Linked DNA regions of Zea mays: regions 1 and 2 are each linked to region 3. The links are chromatin contacts, called in public Hi-C maps. All regions are on one chromosome and are shown on one strand. The core of a region is the stretch at or near the end of the contact, and the rest is flanking DNA. Distances in the headings are between cores, read along the strand shown. Region 1 holds the start of LOC100275738. Region 2 holds the start of LOC100384671. Region 3 holds the start of LOC100193121.

Region 1 (3,974 bases), core at 6-2,505, 160 kb before region 3:
CTAGAAAGTTTTACGAAGAAAAACCAAAATACAAGAAATATAGGCACACCAACCTTTTTAAATTTCTACATTATTACAAGCTCGTTGGTAGTACAATCATCTAAATTAACATGTAGGGGAGGAAGTAGAGGGGCTGCCGAAGCGCCCGACCACAGATTAAAAGTAGTAGGAAAAGGTTTTCAGACTAGTGTCCAAATATCTCACTTCGCTCATCACGCATAAATATAATAAAAGATTAAATGTCTCTATCCGATACAAGCACCACGACATCGTCCTTATCGTAGTCCGTGTCATAATCCTAGTTGGCCTGTGCTACCCTCTAGTCATCATCTCATCGTTGTCTGTCTGAGGGTTGCCTTCCATCTCCTCCATGGCACAACCACGACCGACAAACACCAGCGTACGTCATGGCTAATTAGTTAGGTTGCCCACTACATGGTCTGTTGCTAGACCACCAGCACCACAAATGGTAGACTTAGTAGCCCTTCTTTAAATCATTCGTGCGGAGAGTCAAATTGAGGACTTAAAAAGTGTTACCTAAACGACCTTACTAATTACCCGTTCACCATCAATAAGATATTGAAACAAAATATTCAAAAAATCCAACCTGAAATACATTTAACTTTCTTCCTCGACTCCTCGAGCACATTTTAGTTACCAGAATACTGGGTGGATAGCACGCTAGCGTTGACGGTTTGGCGCTGATCAAATCCAACGGGTCAGCGGCGGTAACAGATGGACATCCAGCGACGAATACAAGCACCTTCTACTATACGGCACATAGCTGAAAACGGCTAAGGCACCTGCGCCACGCGCCACCGGCGAGCGGGCCCCACACCCCGGACCGTTCCACACCACTTGCACCAGGCACCAAGCCCTGCCCCACCCAGTACGCCAATGCCTGGGAAGCAAAGCGAAGCGCGTGACGAGCCGCGAATTCTCCACGCCGCGTGGGCCCACCGTACATACGGGGACACGTTGCTGGCCCACAGTCACTCGCGCTCGCCGCACGCAGCACGCCGCCGGCCCAAACGGACGCAGCCCGCTTCCTTCCCACGCGCTCGTCCTCGGGCCAGGTCCAATCCCAGAGCCTTTTCCCCCCTTTCCTCGCGGAGTGTACTCGCGGGCCCCACGGTCCGCCACCCCACCCCACCCCGGGCCAGCGCCTGCGCGCGGGCCCCGCCCGCGTTTCTGACCGTTTCGCCCCTGCCCCGGGGCCTCTTTTTTTTTTTCCCTTCTCGGGGCTCCTCCCTTCCCCTTCCTCCTCGCCGCCCGCGGCGACCTCACCGAGAAAGAGAAATCTCGCTCGCGGTCGCGGCCAAACGGCGGGGTCGCCCTCGCCTCTGCCTCCGATAAATACACGCGCTCGCTCCCCCTCCTCCCTCGAGCCCAGTCGCGTCGAGTCGACGCTCACTCTCTCTCTCCACGTCCTTCCCTCTCCACATCCAGCTGCGTATCCACCAATCGACAGCGACCTCCTCCTCCACGCGCTCCGCTCCCCCTCCCTCCCTTTCCCTTCCCTTCCCTCTCCCTCCCTCCCTCCTTAGCCGTTAAGCGTCCTCCCCTCCGCACCGCGCGGCGAGGCTCGTCGGCGCCGTCGAGGCCCAGCTGCCCCTCCCTACAGGAAGCGCCCGTCCGACGCCGCGAGCACGCGCGCCTCCTCCGCTCCCGATCTCTCCACGCGTGCCGGAGATCGGCCGCGGCGGGCTCCCGATCCCGCCCGATCTACCCCCGCGCTCCCGGCCGAGATGTGGGGCGGCGACTCCAACGCCAAGCAGATGCTCAAGTCCCGGGGCGGCACGGGCGTCGTCGGGGGGTTACCCGCGGCCGGGGACGAGGAGTCGGACTACTTCCCGCCCACCCCGCGCAAGGACTACTGGTGGTCCACGGGCCTCCTCAAGCTCGTCACCGCCACCGTCATCTTCATGGGCGGCGTCGTGCTCGGCCTCTCCGTCAGCGGCAGCGTCGCGCGCTACTACTACAACGCCTCCCACGCCGAGCTCTTCTTCCCGGCCACCACCTACGGCTGCGACCCGCGGGACCGGGACTGCGGCATGGGCCTCGCCTTCAGGGCCTTCGTCCACCCGCCCCGCCTCGCGCACTCCATGACCGACGACGAGCTCTTCTGGCGGGCCTCCCTCGTGCCTAGGGCCGAGGAGTTCCCGTTCCAGCGGGTGCCCAAGGTCGCCTTCCTCTTCATGGCGCGCGGCCCCATCCCCTTCGCGCCGCTCTGGGACAAGTTCTTCCGCGGACACCAGGGGCTCTACTCCGTCTACGTCCACACCGTGCCGGACTACAAGCTCAATGTGTCCAAGAGCTCCGCCTTCTACGGCAGACAGATCCCCAGCGAGGTATTATCGCCTCTGCCTCCTTCCTTTTGCTTCTACATTCGTACAATGAATTAATCACCGTCCAAAAAGAAAAACTAAAATGATAGTATTGATTCATCCATTCCCTTGTCCTGTTGTCACCCTGGCATGAATCTTCGCTAGCAAGTAGTAGTCGCACATTGCAATCCATCAGCTTGGGAATTTGCATCGCATTATTGCTGCCTTTGTGCAAAAGAAGGGAAAAAAATCTGGTTGAGTGGCAGATAGCTGGTGCCTTGGTGGCCGCTTGTCATGCTAGTTGGTGGCTGCCATGTGCCTGACTTGATTGAGATACGCTGTGTGCAAAATGGCTGAGGATTTGCTCTAGTACGGGAGTGGGAGAGAATATGCGTGTTTGCTTGTCCCAATGCTAGGTTGGTAAACTACTTAATTTGTTCAACAACTAGTGGCGCTCACGAATTTCAGATAGGTGGTGATGAGATTCTTGCTTGACAAATGTTCCACTTTTATTAATCATTTTTTACTAAAAACAATAGTAAAAAGCCAGAACAAGTTCGCGCTGACCTGCAATCATGAATTATTACTTTCCCCTATTCTTTTTGGGCTAAAGTAGTGCTTTTCCAGTTTCACTGTAATTCACTGTAATGTAATGTAGTGCATTCCTTCTTTGTTTCACATCACAACTCCCGCACCTTATCGTGTGCTTGCAGTTGATGCTCCTTATTGATGGATACCTTTGTTCCACCACGTTCTAATATTTGATTTCTTTCAAATGCAGGAGGTGTCCTGGGGATCAATTACCTTGGTGGACGCTGAGAAGCGCCTGCTGGCCAATGCCTTGCTGGATTTCTCGAATGAGCGCTTCGTGCTGCTCTCAGAGAGCTGCATTCCCGTGTTCAACTTCCCGACGGTCTACGAGTACCTCATCAATTCGGCGCACAGTTTCGTCGAGTCCTACAACATCGACACCCCTCAGTGTGCTGGCCGGTACAACCGTCGCATGGCTCCCCACATCATGGCAGATCAATGGAGGAAAGGGTCAGAGTGGTTTGAGCTTAACCGCGAGCTGGCTGTCCAGATAGTAGCGGACTACAAGTACTACTCCATCTTCAGGAAGCACTGCAGGCCATCCTGTTATCCAGACGAGCATTACATACCGACTTATCTTCATCTGTTCCATGGGCCACTCAACGCCAACAGGACTATCACATGGGTTGATTGGTCAAGAGGAGGCCCGCACCCAGCAAGTTATGGTGCCACAGACATCACAGAAGACTTCATCCAGGCCATCAGGAATAATGGTACGCAGTGCTTTTACAACTCGAAGCCCACCTCTGTCTGCTACCTCTTCGCGAGGAAGTTCGCTCCTAATGCTTTGCCACGGCTGATGAACCTCACCTCGACCGTGCTGGACTTCTGAGCCGATTCTCACCATGCGGGCGGGCGGGCGTCGTTGTCAGCATCTCGCTACTGAGGTATATCTATGGATGCATGTGCCGGTCGGGAACTAGAGCTTCTATACCCTGCTAGATTGGAGTCTGCGACATGTGTCTCACAATAGATGAATGATCAGAGGTGGGTTTTGGTGTATGCGCCTCTCGCGGATGATGACGCAGTGTGGGACAGTGAAAACAGCCTTTTCAC
Region 2 (3,689 bases), core at 1,189-3,688, 130 kb after region 3:
TGGCCGGACGCACTCCGTGGCGATCTTGGCGACGCGCGCCAGCGCTTCCACCTCGTGCCCGCGCGGCGGAGGCACGCGCTCGTCGAGGATCCTGGCGATGCTGCCCGTCTCGACCGCCGGCACGGCGAACTCGATCACGTTCCGCGGGGACCCGCTGCCGTCCTGGCTCGTCCGGTGGATGGCCTTGCGGCCGGTGACCAGCTCCAGCAGCACCACGCCGAAGCTGTACACGTCGCTGCGCTCCGTCAGCTCCTGCAGCCGGTAGTACTCCGGGTCGATGTACCCGACCGTGCCGGCCGTGGCGGACGACGACGCGGCGGCGGCCGCCGCCGAGCTGCCGCTGGCTAGCGACAGCCCGAAGTCCGACACCTTGGCCGTCCAGTCGCCGTCGAGCAGGATGTTGGAGGGCTTCACGTCCCGGTGGATGATGCCCGGCACGGCGTAGCAATGCAGGTACTCCACGCCGCGCGCCGCGTCCAGCGCCACCCGGAGCCGCGCCTCCCACGACGTGAACAGCGGCGAGCGCCCGCCGTTGCCGCTGCTGCTGCTGCAGTGAAGGTGGTCGTGGAGCGCGCCGTGGGGCATGAACTCGAACACCAGGATCCGCTCGCCGCGCTCCTCGCAGAAGCCCAGCAGCTGCACCAGGTTGCGGTGGTTCACGCGCGACAGCAGCCGCAGCTCCGCGCGGAACGCGCGCTCGGCGTCGAAGCGGCGTCTCCGGCGTCCGCCGCTGCTGCTGCGCTCCGCCCGCTTGATGGCGACCTCGCGCCCGTCGGGGAGCCTGGCGCGGTACACCGACCCGAAGCTGCCGCACCCGATCTTCTTCTCGTTCGAGAAGCCGTCGGTGACGCGCGACAGGTCCCGGAGCGTGAACTCCTCGCACCCGAGCGGCCGCGCCGACCGCAGCGGCGAGACCTGTGGCGCCGGCATGACCATGGCGGCCTCCACGTCGCGGCACGGGCGCCGCGACGACCGCTCCCCTAGACGCAGCGTCAGCGTCTTCTTCTTCTTGTCCGGCTTCCTGTAAGCCACGAGGTAGAGCGCCACCGCAGCCGCCGCGAGTACCGCGGCGCCGACGCCGACCGCGACGGCCAGGGTCTTGGCCTTCTTCTTCCCGGCGTCGCCTCCGGCTGCCGGTCCCGCCCTGCCGTTGGCAATGAGGATCCTGGACGCGTTCAGCGGCGTCGCGCAGGCCCGGCAGACGGCGAGCTCCTCGCCGCCCTCGGCGCCGCCGGTGCCGCAGAGCGCGCCGGAGCCCGAGATGATGTCGCAGGGGCAGCTCTTCTTGCGCGCGCACGCGCCGGGCATGGTGCTGTTGTAGACTAGGCTACCGCCGGCGCCGAAGCGGTCGCTCCTCCCCCAGCACGCGACGGAGTAGTTGCTGTTGAGGATGCCGCACACCGCGTCGCCGTCGGCCTCGATGGCCAGGAAATCCGCGGTCCTGTACTGGTCCGGCACCTGGACGGCGCCCCAGCACCGGACCCTGCCGCTGCCGGAGAGGATGCAGGTCGTGCCGTTGCCGAGCGCCATGGCCAACATGTCGTCCGGCAGCTCGTGTGCCGGCACCTCGGGGACGTCGCCGTCGCCGTCGCCCCAGCAGGCGAAGCCGCCCTCCGCGTCGACGGCGCACGCGTGGCGGTGGCCGGCGGCGACGGTCCTCAAGGGCGCGGGGTCGGGCGCGAGCGACGGCGCCGCCATGGCGCCGTAGCAGCTCATGCTGGTGTTGTCGAGCTTGTCGATGCCGCAGAGGAAGTCGTGGCCCAGCGCGATGCGGGAGAAGTCGAGGCCTTTGGGCAGGTCCAGGTGCGGCCACTCCCAGCAGGTGGGGTCGTGGTCGTCGGAGAGGCCGCAGACGTGGGATCCGCCGGCGCTGAGCGAGCGCAGCGACGGGCCCCAGTAGAGGCGGCGCCCCACGGGGCGGGATCGGTTGGCGGCGAACTCCTCGGTGAAGGACCACCAGCGCATGGCGGCGTGGCCGCCGAGCGGCGCCATGAGGCCGCAGAGGAAGTCGGTCCCGGCCGCGATCGCGTTGTAGGGGATGTCGGCGGAGGGGTACACGAACTGCTCGCCGTCGGGGAGCGACGTGCAGCGCAGCTGCTTGGAGCCCGGCGACCCCGCGTCGTCATCGGCGGCGGCGGTGACGAGGGCGCAGACGAGCGTGGCGTTGGGCGCGTGCGAGATGGCGACCGTGGAGAACTGCCGCGCCGCCGAGCAGACGTCGGCGACCAGGAGGACGGCGACGAGGAGGGAAAGAAAAAGCCTCGTGGTGGTGGTGGTGGTTCTTAGCTGGAAAAGACGGCGGTGGCCGGCCGCATGGTCATGGCAAGACATTGGCATCCGGAGGGAGAAGACGACATGAGCGCGCGGTGAACGGCGATGGCACGCGAGAGCGAGGAGGAATCGGGAATCGAGGAGGGGAGAGTGGGTGGGTGCTGCTGCTGCCGCCGCTGCCTTGGGCTTTGCTTGGATTTGGCTTTTTGTTTCTTTCTAGTAGGTGGGGTGGTGGGCCGCGTTGGAGGGAAAGAAACGCGGTTCCGTTGAACTTTTCTAGCGTTATACCTTTTCTTTCTTTCTTTCAAAATGTTGGTTCCGTAGAAAGGTTTGGACATAGCCTTGGCCGCCTCAGCAGATTCTGAAGGCCCCGTCCTTCCAATATCACTTCATATCATGCACCTGACGTGCAAACATTGAAACCAATGTTATTCGAATGATGTTAAATAGAAATAATATGCCATGCATCTCACAAATTGTCAAAAAAAAAAGAAGGAAAGGAAAGAAATTAAGGAGCAAAAGCATCCTCGTTCCTTAGCCGCAGTAGGACTCAGACAAAGTTATGAAAATTGCCATAGGACCCAACGCAACTACTGTCGTCTTGCTTGGACAGTGGTGATAAAAAGAATCACTAAAGTCAACTCTAAAAAGAAAATGATCAATTCCGTCATACTTTGATTAGATTGCTGACCCAAGAATCCTAGTTTAAAATGCAGATCTAGGTTGGTACTTGGGCAGCAATAAGGTTATCATACCTTCCAATCCTTAGATAGCCCCACAACTGTCTTTCCATAAGCAATGGAAAAAATTAAGCATTTTAGCTTTCCTCCTATCTTCGCCAAAAGCATCCATCCTAAAATGGAAACACTAAACTTAATTCAACTCCATAATCTCGGCCTCAGCATGGTCTCGAGCGACGTCTCGCTGTAGAGCAACTATCTGTGTGTTGACGCCTTTTTGGAGGCGCCAATCACTTCAAAAGAACCGGCGGCGGTGCTCTCTGGTCAGGCGCGGACGGTCAGCGGCACAGGGCCGGACGGTCCGCGACCTGGCGTGAGGCGGCGGTTGTAACACCCCTGGTGTTACGATTACTAAAACTCTGACATGTCATCATCAGCATTTGCATTAACTTGCTTGATACACTTAGAATGCATTCACTAGGATCCAAAATAATCTAAGTATGATGTTGTGATTAATGAAGAGTGAAGGACCTGGTTTTGAAAATCTCAGTTTAGAGCTCCAAAAGTGGAACTTGTGATTTGGCAATAATTTGCCAAAAGGTCAAATTACCAAATTTATAGAGTTCTCCAACCCAAACAACTTTCAGGTATAGAGATTTCCATGTTTTATAGGAAGAAGTGGAGAAAACTCAAAAATTAACTTTTTGGACCTAAGGTTGGATGGCTGGAAACAATATC
Region 3 (3,991 bases), core at 205-2,704:
CGAGTGTATCCGCTGATTGTCTAACATTTTAAACCATAAACGATAAGGTAGAAAAAATGTTCACTTTAATAATCACTAGTCGGTTAACCGTGCGTTGCGACGGCTCACAACAATACCCACGTAAATTATCCACTAAAAATATATAAATGTTTTTTATTTGTTGTCTGCACTCTTCGGATAATATTTTTTATGAACGCACAGGTACAGCAAATCAAAGAACCACATCCCTCGTCTCCCCCACTTCCAAGGTTTCGTATAGCAGGAGGGGAAGGGATGAGGCGGGCATACCTGTTCGTTGCCGGAGAAGGACACGACGAAGACATGGACATCTAGAGGCGACATAGGTAGTATACCGCTAGATATATAGGGAGAGAGCACGCAAACGGAGAAAGAAGCAGAGCCGGATTAGCTCCAAACCAAAAGGCACACGCACCAGGCGTCAGTACGAGAAGAGCGAGAGAATGCTAGTGTCTTCCCAGCCATGGACCCGCCGAAGCGACACAACGCCACCACCAACTCCGTAGCATATGTCGACTACTGCCACGTTTTAGGCCTTAGTTGTCCAATATCTCTGACCTAGACTTCTCATCGCTAAGATAACCTAAACGTGGCAAGCGCCACCATGTCCTCCTCGACGGTACACACCGAGATGCCAGGAGCATGATCGACTCGTCTCGTTCCCGCGTCGACGAGCGCCGGTCAGCTCGTGGCTGCGACTGTGGGCGGGGGAGGGGTGCAGTAGGTTGGGGAGGAAGAATAAGGCGAAGGTCGAGAAGATGAATGGGACGTCCGACGACGACCAAAACGATGATGTGCACATGATGTGAAACGTCCTCATGGATATGCAATAGCCACTGCGCAAGTCGATATCGGGGTTGGTGTGAGATGAATACGGGGAGGAGGCGCCTGCTCCTACGCCCTCTGCCGAAAATTGGATGGCACGGAGGTGGAGGCATTAGGGGAGAGAGAAAAGAGGTAGAATGTCGAATGATGTGGTGGCAACTGAGGCGAGGACCATCATTATCGTGCGGAGATATAGATGGCCAAATGGGTCGTGTCTTGCGAGCCGGCCCGAGGTACGACCCATTTAATAGTGCCTAGTCCAACCCGGCGCGAGCGCTGTGCGGTGATTGAGCCGTAGCCTCGGCTCGTAGTGTTGTCCCGTCTCGACACGATTATTTTTTTATTTTATAAAAAATCATATATATATATATATAATTTATATTCAATATTATAAACACCTGAGCATGATGTTCTATTGGTTTTCAGTGTTTTTTAATATTTTATGCTGATTTAATTTAGAAGAAAAGTAGGAATTTTTTAAAAAAAGAGACGCAAGACGACCGTTGAAACTGATGCTTTAAGTATATTGATAAAAAATATAATTACCATAATTTATTGATCTAAATACTTTAATTATTTATACATGTTCTAGATTATTATAACCAGTCTTGTTATTAAATTTCATTCCTTCGCATACCTAGTCCTGGCACCACCTACAAAATGGTTTTGGTTTTATACATGTAATACACAAACCGCGTGACATTTTTAATTCCACACTCTCTCTCTCCATCAATTCCTTGCTTGATTGCTTGGCATGGTTGCGCGGTCAATGTCCAACCCGTCCCCAATTCGAATCCTCTTCTTCCTCTGTGCTGCTGCTGCTCACAGACCCAGGCCAAGTCGTCTCAGTCCTCTTCTACCACCAAGCTCCCGTCTCTTCCCCTCCTGGTCTCAGCGACTCCATCCTCTCCCTCTCCAGATCCCCGCCCGTGACGCCGCCGGCTGTTACCTCTCCGGCTCATCGTCCTCAGGCCCAGGTAATTCATCAATTGCCGTGCTTTTATCGTTTCCCTACCGATTTACGGTACAGTACTTGCTCCACTCCGTCGGCCGTGCTGCTGCGGCCAGTGATTGATTCGTCGGGCAAAGGACCGTCTTTTTTCTTCCATCCATCCATCCATCCATCCATCCATCCTTATGAGCGATTCTAGCTTCTTGGATTAAATCAATTGGGCGGATGAGCACCGTGCCTCGCGAATTTGCAGGTCTTGATCCGCGATCCGCCGATTTCCATCCGGCGCTTACTCGGTGTCCCGTCACCTGCGGGTTTTGCTGTGCGGGGAGGCTGATCCGGCGAGCGCCTTGGATGAATTCGCGCCGGTCTCGGTCGGTGAAGCTGGTGTCAGCGCGCGCCAACGGGGACGGGGCCCTGGAGGTGGACGTACCTGAGGAAGAGGGAGACGCGCGGATGAGCTCCTCGGCCGCCAACACCGTGTACTGCTGCATCGCCAGGGGCCGGAGCGTGATCTACCGGTACAGCAGCAAGGGCGGCGACCCGCAGGCGGAGGCCACGGCGGCGCTCTGCCTGGACCGGTCGCCGCCGCACCACCGGCATTACGTGCACACCTCCGGGCGCAGGAGCTACGGGTACCTGACGGCCGACGGCCACACCTTCTTCGCCATCATCGACCCCAGCGTCGGCAGCGCCGGCGCGCTGCAGTTCCTGGAGCGCGTCCGCGACGCGTTCCGGAGCAGCGCAGGCGTCGGCGGGCGCCAGCCGCACGAGTCGCTGGTGCCGGCCGTGCAGCGGCTGGTGGCGTCGCTGGAGAAGATGCCCCACGCCGCGTTCGTGCTCGATGGCGCGGGCGCGGGCGCGGGCGACGGCGACGGCTGCACGTCGTCGTCCAAGGCGCCCCTGCTCGGGAAGAGCGGGAGCAGGAAGGAGAAGCGGCGGTCCAGGGACAAGCTGTCGTCGTCGGCGGCGGGGGCGGGGGCGGGAGGCTGTGAGGACGAGCACCACGGGACCCGAGCGGTGAGGATAGACGTGATGCCGGCCGAGGACGTCGGCGGCATGTCGCTGGAGCGCAGCGGCAGCCAGTCCAGGCTGCGGAGGCAGCAGTCGTCGCGGTCGCTGTGGATGCGGCACGTGAAGGTCATCGTCGCCGTGGACGCCGTCGTCTGCCTCGTGCTGTTGGCGGCCTGGCTGGCGGTGTGCAAGGGGTTCCAGTGTGTGTCCGGGTGATGGTGGTCAGTCGTGTACAGTGTTTTGAGGAGACCTGAGGATGGATTCAATGCAAATTGCCTATTTCGATTGATTGATCAGAAGAGGGTACCTGCCTGTCTGTGTGTCTGCTTCCATGGCAGCTTCTATTTTCATGCTGCAGCTCTTCTCGTCGGCGATGGGGGAACTAGACGGTGAGGAGGAGGAGGAGGAGGAGGAGGAAGTGGAGCGCATACGCATACTGTGACGGCGATGCGGGTAGCATAAGGGAAATCCAGCCACTGGGTGTGGCAGCAGGAGCTAAGCTAGCTAGCGCGCCAGTGCTGAGTGCTGACTACGATCGTTGTGGTGCTTGCTGGGGATGTTGAGGAGTATATATATCATGCTAGATAGAATAGGAAGAACTCTAGATACAAGTACTGCATGTGATCGATTTCTTTTATTAACATTCACGATGAATGACCAACCATGTGCGCTTCGTCTTCAGCATCCACAGCCAAAGCTAGGACCATGGACCGACACATGGTTTTTCTGTTCCTTACTTTACCTCAGATGCAGTATCTTGTCAAGCGCAGCATCGCCGCCGCGTCGTACCGCCGGCTCTCCGCGTCCGTGAGCAGGTCGACGACGCACTGCATCATCCCGGCGCCGTGCCTCTGCAGCGCTCTCACGGCCGCACAGCACGGGCCGTTTCTCGGCGGCGGCGGCAGCGGCAGACTACGGCCGGCGCTTGCTGTTGCTGCCATGGCGACGATGTAGGAGCCACACGCCTGCAGGATCTGCCTCTTCTGCTTGTCTGTGCATGTCTCGCCGCAGCATCCACTGCTCGCGGTGTCGAGAGACGCGAGTGCTGTCAGTGCTAGTAGGAAGAGGAGAGTAGCTAGTAAGTTCTTAGGTATTAACATCTCGATCTCGGTGCTGCTAGTCTAGTAGTGTGATTATCTAGCAGGTGGTTCTGGACAAATGCACGGGCTCCTGTATGTATTA

What was found. A called contact is a pair of places that touch in the nucleus more often than the background predicts.
Region 1: a contact with region 3 is called in a Hi-C map of bundle sheath, with 2.5 times the contacts expected there. The contact joins the promoter of LOC100275738 here to the promoter of LOC100193121 in region 3. A contact is called at or near these places in 6 of 25 Hi-C or Micro-C datasets (bundle sheath, ear, leaf and 2 more) and 2 of 3 datasets of contacts at active chromatin or transcription factors (leaf and seedling).
Region 2: a Hi-C map of bundle sheath shows a contact between it and region 3, with 4 times the contacts expected there. The contact joins the promoter of LOC100384671 here to the promoter of LOC100193121 in region 3. A contact is called at or near these places in 6 of 25 Hi-C or Micro-C datasets (bundle sheath, ear, endosperm and 3 more) and 1 of 3 datasets of contacts at active chromatin or transcription factors (leaf).

Annotation. Positions count from the first base shown.
Region 1 is chr6:8,156,614-8,160,587 of Zm-B73-REFERENCE-NAM-5.0, reverse strand. LOC100275738 reads left to right here and starts at 1,255. Exons shown (of 2, transcript NM_001149750.2): 1 at 1,255-2,351; 2 at 3,109-3,974. The coding sequence starts at 1,749. The coding sequence ends at 3,750.
Region 2 is chr6:7,868,995-7,872,683 of Zm-B73-REFERENCE-NAM-5.0, reverse strand. It overlaps LOC100384671, which reads right to left and starts at 2,438. Exons shown (of 1, transcript NM_001357546.1): 1 at 1-2,438. The coding sequence starts at 2,337.
Region 3 is chr6:7,998,773-8,002,763 of Zm-B73-REFERENCE-NAM-5.0, reverse strand. It overlaps LOC100193121, which reads left to right and starts at 1,454. Exons shown (of 2, transcript NM_001138282.2): 1 at 1,454-1,820; 2 at 2,049-3,106. The coding sequence starts at 1,598. The coding sequence ends at 3,025.